2 separate regions of the Callithrix jacchus genome follow, and region 1 is linked to region 2. Evidence: chromatin contacts called from public Hi-C data. All regions are on one chromosome and are shown on one strand. Each heading gives the region's core, a stretch centred on a gene start, on an enhancer-like site or on the middle of the called end of the contact. The rest is flanking DNA. Distances are from core to core; before and after follow the strand shown.

Region 1 (5,386 bases), core at 1,531-4,030, 130 kb after region 2:
CAGGAAGGAAGAATCTAGTGTAGAAGTTGAGAAGAACTTGAGTATTTTGGTTCTGGAGAGGGTCACTGCCCTGGGTGCTAGGTGGACCAAGTAAAAGACTCAGTGGATGAACTGGTGCAGTGCCTGACAGAATAAAAAACAGTGTTAATCCCTTTGAGAAACCATAGTCCAATAGGACAGTGGCCATCTGGACAGAAGCCCACTTAGTTTCATGGGAGCAACAGCACATATCAGAAGCCAGACTTGCTCTTCGGTCATGCACTTTGGGATACAGGGTATAGATGCAGCCCTGTCACAACACCAACAGAAGTAGCAGCCTCTGGGCACAGTCACCCACACCCCAAAGCTGGAAGAATCTGGTTCAACATAGCACAAACCTTTCGGAAAAATGAAATCAACATCACTGATGTGTAATCCAGTAAGATCTCCCTCTTTTGGGTGTGTATGTGGGCATGTTTGTGCCCATTTCTATGTGTGCGTCTACGTGCAACTCACTACCAACAGCCTCATGTGCACTTGTCCTGACAGTGCTTGCTGAGAACTCTCACCAGGTTGGCGCCTGAATGCCTTACTCTCAGCAGTCAGAGGCTTGCTTGCTCTGTGCAGATTTTTAATTTTCTTTTTTGGCCCTAGGCTGGTTGGGACCTCTACAGCTTCATTCTTTCACCATTGAATAGTGGCCTTTTTCAGTATTTTCCCTCTTCCCCTTTATAAATTGCTAAAGTCACAAAGCACATTTTTGGGGATCATAGAAGGCTGGGGTTCCAGAAGGGGATCTGTGTGATGGTTCCATTGATGTGGGATTTCCCTACTTGCTGTATTCTCAATTTCTAATAAAAAGAACCAAATGAAATATGAACTTCTGTTGTGTATTTTTTGTTGCCATTCAGCTTACCTCCCCTTAGCTTTTCGCACTTTTTTGAAGCTCTAATTTAGACACTGAGATATAAGAAACTTGGAAACGTCCCATTTGGGATGCACAAATCAAGTGCTTATGCCCAGCTCTTGTTTCCTAACTCAAGCTTTCATTGTGACTTGGACCAGGTTTAGAATGGAGGGGAGAGCAACTCTAAGGGACAGTTCTCAATTTATTATTGAAGTTTATAAAAATAGTCTCTGATTTAACACTTGATGCCAAAGGATGTGTTGGAGCAACTGCTGATGTCATGTGATCATAACCACAACCCTTTGAGCCAGTCAGGATTATTTTCACTCTCATTTTATAGATGGGGAAACTGAAGCTTAGGAAGTTTAAGAATGACTATAGTGCCAGCACTGTATTGTAGAAAAGAGTGAAGGGGAAATCCAAGAAGAAAACATTTCTTTCTGTACTTAAGTTTATTGTTCTGATTAAAAAGTCTCATGTATGTTGACTTAAAGGTTTTTGGGCTCATTAACCTAGTCCCTTCTATGTTAGAAGAGGATTTGGTTCAATTGGTCTTTGAAATAAAAGGAAATGCCAACTCTTTTGCCTTAGGTAAATTTAGTTTTTGGAAGGGAATTTTCAGTATTGGGACAATATGTTCACTCTGAATTCTCATTTTTGAGTAGAGATATAATTTTAGAGTGTCCCATACATTATCTAGGTATGGACACTGGATCATTTCCTGTTTTTGACAAACAATATTAGCTGAAGCTTACTAATAAACAACTTTGTCTTTTCCTAGTCTCTTACTAAAAGCTGTCTATATGGCTCCTGTTACTCAGGGGATGTTAACGTGGATGTTTGTAGAGGAAGGAGGTAAGGATAAGTTTAGATTCCGACTTTACAGAGTGCTAGGGCTCCAGTTGCCTAGAGAAGCCTCTGGGTAGTGTTACTTTAAAATCATCCCAGAAACAACATGCACTTCTTGAATATTCTGCATTAATTGTAGTGTTTCATTTTGTCCTTCCCTCAGAGGGCATGAACCATTTACTAGCCAGCGCTGTCCCCCAACACCCTATCTAATGTACAAATCTGTTCTGCCTTCATCTGTTTGACTTGGTGAAACAAGGCCAGCCTGGCTCATTCATGTAGTGCTGCTGCTGATGGCATGGATCAGGGAGGGGCAGGAAGGAAGCTGCTGGAGCATGCAGCCTCGCGTCACTGCTGTCCTATTGTCCCATGTCCCTGCCTTGCTACACTACCTGGAAATGAAAAGCGTAGCTTCAGATCTTGGTTGTGCCATTTGCCATGTAGTGTGGGCAAGTGGCTGTTTGCTTGTCTAGCCTTGGTGTTCCGTTAAAAAGAGGCCAGCGATACACCCTCTAGAGCCTTCGCTGAGATGCTGTTGCTCCTATAGATCATTTCCTCAAACTTCCCATAGTGATTGGGGTTTCTGCCAGACCCGTGCTCCAATTCCTTCCTTTTGTGGACTTCGTTTACTTTTCTGGCCTTACGATATGCTCACTTTCTTGCCCCCTTCCCCCAAACCAAAATTTCCCTGAGCATTATGAAATGGTTGAAGCATTTTCTCTGAAACCTCTTCTATTAAAATATACAACATTATTAGGGTAGATTTAGTAGGATTTGACAACATCTTTGAGTTCCTGGTTCTTCAAAGGTGTACAACACTAAGATTTCAATAATTCTTCACTCTATTAAATGACTCAGGTTCCAACCTCGTGTCTCTGAGCAGGTACTGGGCTTTACCGTGAGCCAGGCTGCCACCTGCTGTCCATTAGTGGTTCTGCTAAAAGAAAAGGAGGAATTGTTTTGACCTCCAAAGGCAAAACTTACGAGAATATTCTGTTCTCCAAGGTACAGAAAGTTTATCAGAAGTGGTTTTTCCTTGCAACGGTCTTGGATTCCCAGATCTTACAACCCCCTTGGCCATGCAGAGACGTGGGATTCACAGGAAGCCGAAAAAACAAGGCCAGAAGCTGCTCCAGCTTCCTAATCTTGCTTTTTTAAGAGTTGATAAATTTGCATGAAAGTGTTTCTCCTGTTTGGGTGGGGAAGATAAGCCTTCCAACTGGGTTGGTTATTGTCCTAGAGATACTGCTGGTGGGTCTCTGTGAGTTGGTAGTTGGGGTTAAATGCAGTTGGAGGAGTGCCGTAATGCTAAAGAATGAACAGCAGGTGGGGCGGCCACAGCTTTGTCAGGAAGTGGCAGGGCAAGGGTTAGGGTGTACTCATCCTGCTGTGTCACATAGTTGCCACACACAGAAATGGTGGCCCAGGGGCTGGGAAGAGCTCCTTGCTGCTTTCTTAACACCCCTGGGCCTATTGGACACCTTACTGTTCCTGGCATCTAAATTGTCATTTCTTTGTCCCCACCTCCATGAAACAAGGTAACGTAATGATAGCAGTTAGCATGTATTTATTTAGCATTTACTATATGCCAGGAAGTTTCAAGCATGTTACATGAATATGTCACATTCAGTCTTCACAATACTCCTCCAATAATTTCGAGGCAATTTTCAACTCTCCTGCAGTTTCTATAACATGGTACTAATGCTAGTACTCACTTTCAGGGAGCTGTTGTGAGGATGGAATGAGCTGAAACATGTTATTTGGTACCTGTAAACCTTAGTGTTCTAGCATTATCCTGCCACTTGAACTGGCTTCTCTGAGCTGCAATGTCTTCTGCTGTAAGGGGGCATTAATTCTGCCCTCAACGGGATTGTTGGAAGACACGACGACAAGAGTGACATTCTGTAATCTATAATGTGTGTTTTATACAGTTGGCCTACTCTAAAGGGAAGTTAGGGCTGTTTGCTGGTAGGAAACTTGAACAGCTTGTACTTTAAAGTGTGGAGGCTGAGGGTGATGGAGGAGCAGGAGGAAGGGCCCCCAAAGCCCCACATACTATCCAAGCTCATCACTGGGGTTGGTTAAACTGACAGATTTGAGGCCTCTCCCGAATTTCCCCATGATTTTGCCCTAAATGTTGTTCTCACTGTGGAGACTGTTGTCTCCCTGGATCCAGGTCTTGGGGTTTGGTGGGGGGAGGAAGCTGCAGGGCCTTGGGACCCTTGGGGAGATGTGTGTGCGCTGGGGGTGAGTTCCCAGATACAGCTTCCCTCCCAGTGGAGCTGCTTAGCAAATTGGAATGTTCCCACAAGTTCCAATCCTAAGGATTTCACCCCAGGGACAGAGTCAAGTGGATACTTTTGTAAATCAGTGGCCAGAAAAAGAGTACAACGACTGCTCTTTTTCACTATGCTACAGCTATTTTTGCTATCCCCTGAATGCACATCAGGTTCCATGCAGCAGTTGGATATCCCTACTGGCTTGTCATAGATGCAAACTTTCCTTTAAGTTAGGGCTTTGTAAAGAAGTTTTGGGAAGTTCTTCAATAACAACTTCCCAAAACATCAGATGCAGCCCTGTCGATATTTCCTAAAAGGATTTAATATCTTTCTCATTCTTTACCATTCCCTTACCCAACCTCCACCCTCCACCCCAACACAGTCAAAACTTTTTTGAGCAGCAGCTAGTAAAGTGAGCTGCCTTGCCTTCCACCTGGAGCCTCCTTTGGGGAATCTATGCTTTAGTTGGGGCATGTTCTTGCTTTAGCCTCATCTCTGCAATTGGCCTCATTCTGCTGCTTTTTCTCAGTACCCGGAAGTCCTTGGGTTCTACTGGAGACCACTCAGAAGCATCTGACCATTTTTTGGCTGGGTCTGGACTCTGGCATACAGGAGGAACTAAATTATTTTGTCTTGGTCCAAGCTGAGCTCAATCCTCTGGGCTTCCCCAGAGGATACAGAAAGGTTAGAAGGATGCTCCTTTTGAGACCTGGGTGGATGGTATTGGGCACCATTAAGCATCTTGCAGGTGGTGCCAGGTGATTGGTTTCATGTTCCATCCAGCATTCTCTGGAGGCAGAAGCCATCAGCCCAGGATTGAGAGGAGCATTAGTCTCGGGGTGACCCAACTGCAGTTAGTTGCATCCCATGTCAGTGCTGGCTCTTTGGGATGGTTCTGGAAGGATCACCTTGTCAAAACACAGGTCAGGCTGGGTGGTGTCACCTCAGGAGTTGGGGCAGTAGCCCCCAGGCACACACAGGCATCAGGAGTAGGGGCAGCGAGGCTGAGGTGTCTGAGGCACCACCGCAGTCCTGGGCGTTCTCCTGCGAACCCGAAGCAGAGGTGAGAGGGCAGCACTCAGAGGAGCCCCAAAAAGAGAGGGGCCTCCACCACTAATGGGGGCCAAAATCCTGGGGAAAGGGGAGTTTCAGAAAGCCAGGGAATCACTGCCACCTTTCTTAGGCCCCTACCTTTTGGGAGAAAAGCAGAGCCTGGCCCCTCAGCCTGGGAGTGGGGGATTAGCCTTTGCTTGCCCCCAGGCTTGGAGTGGCTGTAGGGTTATCCTCTCAGAATGGCTTCAGGAAAGCCCTCAACTCTGGGAGCATCTCTGATGGGGATTATTCAGGGCAACCCTGTCCAACAGACTGGACT
Region 2 (5,305 bases), core at 1,667-4,166:
GATCCTGAGCAGGTCCCACACTTTAGTTGCTTGTAAAAAGGCAGAGTCCTGGGTCCCCAACACCAGGAATTTTTATTCAGCTGCTCTGGGGCAGAGCCTGGGACCTGCAGTGATCCAATGCTCAAGGCTACACTGGACTTGGATACGGAGAGCTAAGACCTGCCGGGAGTCAGGGAGCCTGGTCCTGATTCTCAGCTCAGTGCTCTTTGCAGCCCCAGGCAGGGTTCCCTAGTATCCAAAATGTGTTATAATCACCACGTAGTCTAACCAGATCATTGCATTGGGTGTAATGTCTGGACCAAACAGTCCCAGCCATCCTGGGGAACCTTTGTGACAAGTAGGAAAGAGCTTTCTGCCCCAGAGCAGAACTGTGTTCCACCTCCCTCCTCCACCTAGGATGGGTAAGGGCCTACTGATCCAATTCCTGAATGTCTATAATAAGGCAATATGTTCTTTGCTATTTGTCTTTGCCTTAACTTCAAGATAAAATTAAGAGAAAGGTATGCCTGACTGCCTCCATTTAATCAAAAGACAGGATGGACAGCTAGAGGATGGGAGGATAGGAAGGCAGTCACAGGTGTGGTTAAGCTTAGGGCAGGCCTCCATTCATCCAAGCATCGTGGACAAAGTCTCCAGAACTTGGGTTCAAAGCCTTACTTGGACAGCCCAGTTTGTTCTCTTCCACTCTCCATCCTTTGAGGTAAGAAACAAAACTTGCTATTTGTATTGAAACCTCAAATTGGCTATTGCCTCGGAAATTCTGCCATGCTTCCTCGCTTTAATCCTTAGTATCTTATTTAAGTTCCATCATCCCCTGGGGTTTGAGGAGCTAGCAAGCTGTCCTGTCATTATGACTGCTCTGTGAGATAGAAATCTTGCAGATGCAGTAGTTTATCAGACAGGCCTATTCCTTGGGCAGAGAGCCACAGCACCCTGAGCGTGTGGGGAGAACAGTGCTTCCATCTTAAAACAGGCTCTGCTGCATTGCCAGACACCACTGATACTGGGCACATGGATTTTGGGAGAACCTCAGTGTGAGAGTGTGTGTGTGTGTGTGTGTGTGTGTGTGTGTGTGTGTTTGCACTCGTGTACTTATGCCCACAGGAAAGAATGTTTTTCATTAATCTAGAGGTGGAGGCGGAGACGCACCAGAGGCATGGAGTATGTAAAAAATTAAAAACAACTCCACACTTCTGGCTGAGGCATTGCAGAGCATGGGTTGTCTATCTTTATTGGAAATGTTTGTCCTCTGCCTGGCTGGTGATGACAGGCTTCATATCTCTAGAAGGAATGCTGGGGAGCTGAGAAGGGCTGCGAGCCATGGTTGCTAAGTGTTACTCTTAGTTCTTTATTATGTAAGAATCTCTGCATTGTGTTTATACTAAAACAGTAAGTAAAGGGTGCTTTAATTCTGGTTTTACATAAGAAGCATGGGAGTTTGCCCATTTTTCTCTGAAGTAAGAAGATTTGGGCCCAGCGTGGAGGATCGGACAACAGGCAGTGTGGACGACTGAACCCCATCCACTGGTAACTTTCTAGCCTGTTGGAGAATTTCGGTGTTCCTTGTGTAGATTTTTCCTTCCTCGCTTCCTCCCTGTTGCTGCAGGCCTTCTGGTCTTCACGCTGCTCATTTGCAGCCCGACCAGAAGCAGCAGCAGCAGCAGAGCCAAATCAGTTCATTGAGGCCTCCTAAGTCATTTTGATAAACAACTGGGTGGGAGGAGGGGTGGTTCAAGTGAGATTTTAAGAATGACAGATGCATGTGTATTATTTGAAGCTCCACAGGAGAACTGAAAGTAGACTGAAAGCTGCTCACAGCCAAAGCCAGAAATAAACTGCAGGAGAGAGAGAGAGAGAGAGAGAGAGACTGACTCATTCAGGGCAAGAGAGGGTTTGCTGGTGTGGAAACCGGGTGGTGGGGAGGCATTCAGTATCAGGAGGGCCCTCAGCCAGGTCCCAAGGAAAGATGTGAAAGAAAAGACGCTACGGAAAGAGTGAACCCTTTTCATTCAATCTTATTGTAAAGCCAAAAGGAATGACTACTGTTTTAAGTGACCCTGGCCCCATCCCATATTAGTGCTCTGCCTGTTGGGTCAGCCAGCTCTTTGGCTGGTACCCGATTTGAAAGTTATGTCGGCTGGGCACGGTGGCTCAAGCCTGTAATCCCAGCACTTTGGGAGGCCAAGGCGGGTGGATCACGAGGTCAAGAGATCGAGACCATCCTGGTCAACATAGTGAAACCCCGTCTCTACTAAAAATATAAAAAAAATTAGTTGGGCATGGTGGCACATGCCTGTAATCCCAGCTACTCAGGAGGCTGAGGCAGGAGAATTGCCTGAACCCAGGAGCCGGAGGTTGTGGTGAGCCGAGATCGCGCCATTGCACTCCAGCCTGGGTAACAAGAGGGAAATTTCGTCTCAAAAAGAAAAGAAAGTTATGTCTTTCGTATATTTATTTCCAGAGACCTTTTTAGTAGAAGTTGTATTTCATAAAGGAATTTTTAAAATCTCTTTTGTTCCCTGCTCTGTCTGCCAGCACCCACAACAGTGCCTAGAACAAAGCAAGCACTCAGTAAATATTTGCTGAGTGAATGAATGAATGATGAGGAAACTGAGGCATAATGTGATTAACTGCCCGGTTCACAATGTCATTTGTTCTATCAAAATTGGAAGTCATAGAAACCAATTTGAGCCAGATTACAAAGGAGTATGGCACAAGGGGTCCCAAGAGTCGCAAAGATGCCAGGGCCTTCAGGAGTGGACCTGGATCCCCCTTCTGGATCCCCCTCCCTTCCTCCTCTCTCTTCTGAGGGCTGCCCCTCTCTCTCTCCCTCTCTCTCCTTTCCTCCCTCCCTCTGCAGACCAGCTTCCTCTGCCTCCCATGGTGGGGACAAGTCAGCACACAGCTTCCCAGTTAGGCTACAGTTCCAGCCACAGGAAGGGACTCTGAATCTCTCCTCGTCCTTGTCCCAAATTCACAGGAGGGGCTCCTGGTCAGGGCTCTGTCCACCATTGCATGACTTTGCAGCGGTCAAGTCAATGAGTGGAGGGGCTGAAGAACTCATCAAGGTGAAAGGAGCTGCTCACGTTCTCATAAATTTCTCTGTGGATGGTTAGATCGAGAGAACACATAATCCGGCGGTGTGAACAGAGATCCCTATGTATTTACCCTGGAAATTATCATGATGTCTTTACTGAGGAGTCTTTTATCTGTGAAAATGCACAATTATGGGAGAAGTCCTGAGGATTGTCTAAAATAAGTAAAAACCTGAGCCCACTAGTGTGAAGAGGAAGGCTTCTGGTCTCTGAATAACCCAGGACAGGACATACACACATTCCTCTATTTTGCAGGGTCGAGGGAGCAGAATTGCTAAGAAGCTGATTAGAGTCAGGACAGCCCCTGACTGGCATTCTGCCCTACAGGTGTGTTCATTTTTTAAATACTAAGCTGTATTTGAAGTCCAGTCATTCCTGTGGATAATTTAAAGTTACTTTCCCTCTGACAGGACCACTCTATAGTATCAACTGCTTCCTTCATACATTTTCCTAGTTCTTCAAGGCCTGAGTATGCCAAAAAGGAAAACCCGAGAGGAATAGGGGTTGCCAGGATTTTTCTGTAAATCTTCCACAGCTCTTGGGGGCACCCAGTAGGCATTTGAAACGGACTTACCTCCTGTGGCTGGCCTTTTTTGTCTGTTTTGTTTTGACAGCAAAAGCCATATAGCCTTGAATCTTAAGCTATGACAGGCAGGACACATTTGTAAAGTAGGAAGTAATTACACTCACACTTTTTAGGTGCTATGTTTCCTTCCTCATTTTATTTTCCAACATGAAAGTACATTTTTTGATGGACCTGAGAACACGGCCTTAGGTCCGAGCAAATGGTCCACCTGGAGCCCACTCCAGACTAGTCTGCAGTTCGGCGTCTGGCCACAAAGTGTCGCTGTCCTCTCAGTTCTAGCCGAATTGCTCCGGCTCGCACCTTGGTTCAAAAAAATTTTATTTTGGCCTGGCGCAGCTGTTCATGACTGTAATCCCAACACTTTGGGAGGCCAAGGCGGGGGGTCACTTGAGGTCAGGAGTTCGAGACCAGCCTGGCCAACGTGGTGAAACCACATCTTTACTAAAAATACAAAAAATTAGCTAGGCGTGGTAGCCTATGCCTGTAATCCCAGCTACTTGAGAGGCTGAGACAGGAGAATTGCTTGAACCGGGGAGGCAGAGGTTATGGTGAGTCTAGATCATTCCACTGCACTCCAGCCTGGGCAACAGAGTGAGACTCCATCTCAAAAAAAAATTATAATTGTAAATTAAAATAAAAGTTGGGTGATGGGTCATTGCAGATTGATGGCAGAAAACGGAATCTGGACAGCAGCAAAGCTGAGTTCTAGATTTTTCATTTGGATAAATATGGGAAGAATTAGGCCAGTCTTATTTTACTTATTTTTAAAAGATTGAGTGAGGAGGGCAAGGCAGTGGGAAAGAAAACATGAAAGGAATGCCTTGTCCTGCTCGGCTGGACCTCAAGACATCCACAGTACTTTTCATGCTTGAAGGTTATGGTGAAGGAGGTGAGTAACCATTATAGCTGACATTTGGTATACTGTGTACCAGCTGCTTTACACACATTACATGCAAGCCTCTCAGGACTCTGCTGTGTAGCCAGGATTCTCCACGTGTTTCAGATGGGAAAACTAACCCTGAAAGCGGTGAAGTGGCATACTTCACCTCACACCGTCATTAACTGATGCTGACTCCAGGCCTCTTTCAGCCTCCTCAGTGGATTTCCAGGTAAAGAATCTAGTCAGCTGAAATGGGTATCTTCTAAGTCTCAGGCAATGTACAATAATCTTCCCTATCTTGCCACCATGAATTTTGAACAAGAAGAGTGAGTAGGGAGATTTCTTTTGATAAGGGCATATGGCAGGGGGAATTTGGGGATCCCAAATCTAAAGTAAACAGGTCAGGTACTGACACCTGCAATCCCAACATTTTACCAGGCTGAGGCGAGGGTGGGTGACACTTGAGACCAGGAATTTGAGACCAACCTGAGCAACACAGCAAGACCCTGTTTCTACAAGAAAGAAAAAAAAAGGCTGGATGCAGTGGCTTATGCCTGTAATTCCAGCCCTTTCGGAAGCTGAAGTAGAAGGATTGCATGAGTCTAGGAGTTCGAGACCAGCCTGGGTAACACAGAGAGACCCTGTCTCTACAAAAAAAAAATACAAAAAACAAGCTGGGCATGGTGGTCCCACCTGCTCAGGAGGCAGAAGTGGGAGGATCACCTGAGCACAAGAAGTCAAAGC

The links. Hi-C and Micro-C count contacts between places; a contact is called where the count stands out from the background.
Region 1: a contact with region 2 is called in a Hi-C map of skeletal muscle, with 10 times the contacts expected there. The contact joins two enhancer-like sites. A contact is called at or near these places in 2 of 3 Hi-C or Micro-C datasets (both in skeletal muscle).

What each region holds. Positions count from the first base shown.
Region 1 is chr9:15,021,156-15,026,541 of calJac240_pri, forward strand. It overlaps CACNA2D4 (calcium voltage-gated channel auxiliary subunit alpha2delta 4), which reads right to left. Exons shown (of 38, transcript XM_078338418.1): 38 at 3,286-5,058. The coding sequence ends at 4,954. It overlaps ADIPOR2 (adiponectin receptor 2), which reads left to right. Exons shown (of 10, transcript XM_078338436.1): 10 at 1-853. Among named protein-coding and RNA genes, the nearest start is that of LRTM2, 28 kb to the right of the region's middle. Within about 2 kb of position 2,781, at least 2 of the 16 cell types and tissues checked have an H3K27ac peak or open chromatin away from gene starts, as enhancers often do. A contact at or near this core is called in skeletal muscle, where this site is marked.
Region 2 is chr9:14,889,860-14,895,164 of calJac240_pri, forward strand. No RefSeq gene overlaps it. Among named protein-coding and RNA genes, the nearest start is that of ADIPOR2, 39 kb to the right of the region's middle. Within about 2 kb of position 2,917, at least 7 of the 16 cell types and tissues checked have an H3K27ac peak or open chromatin away from gene starts, as enhancers often do. A contact at or near this core is called in skeletal muscle, where this site is marked.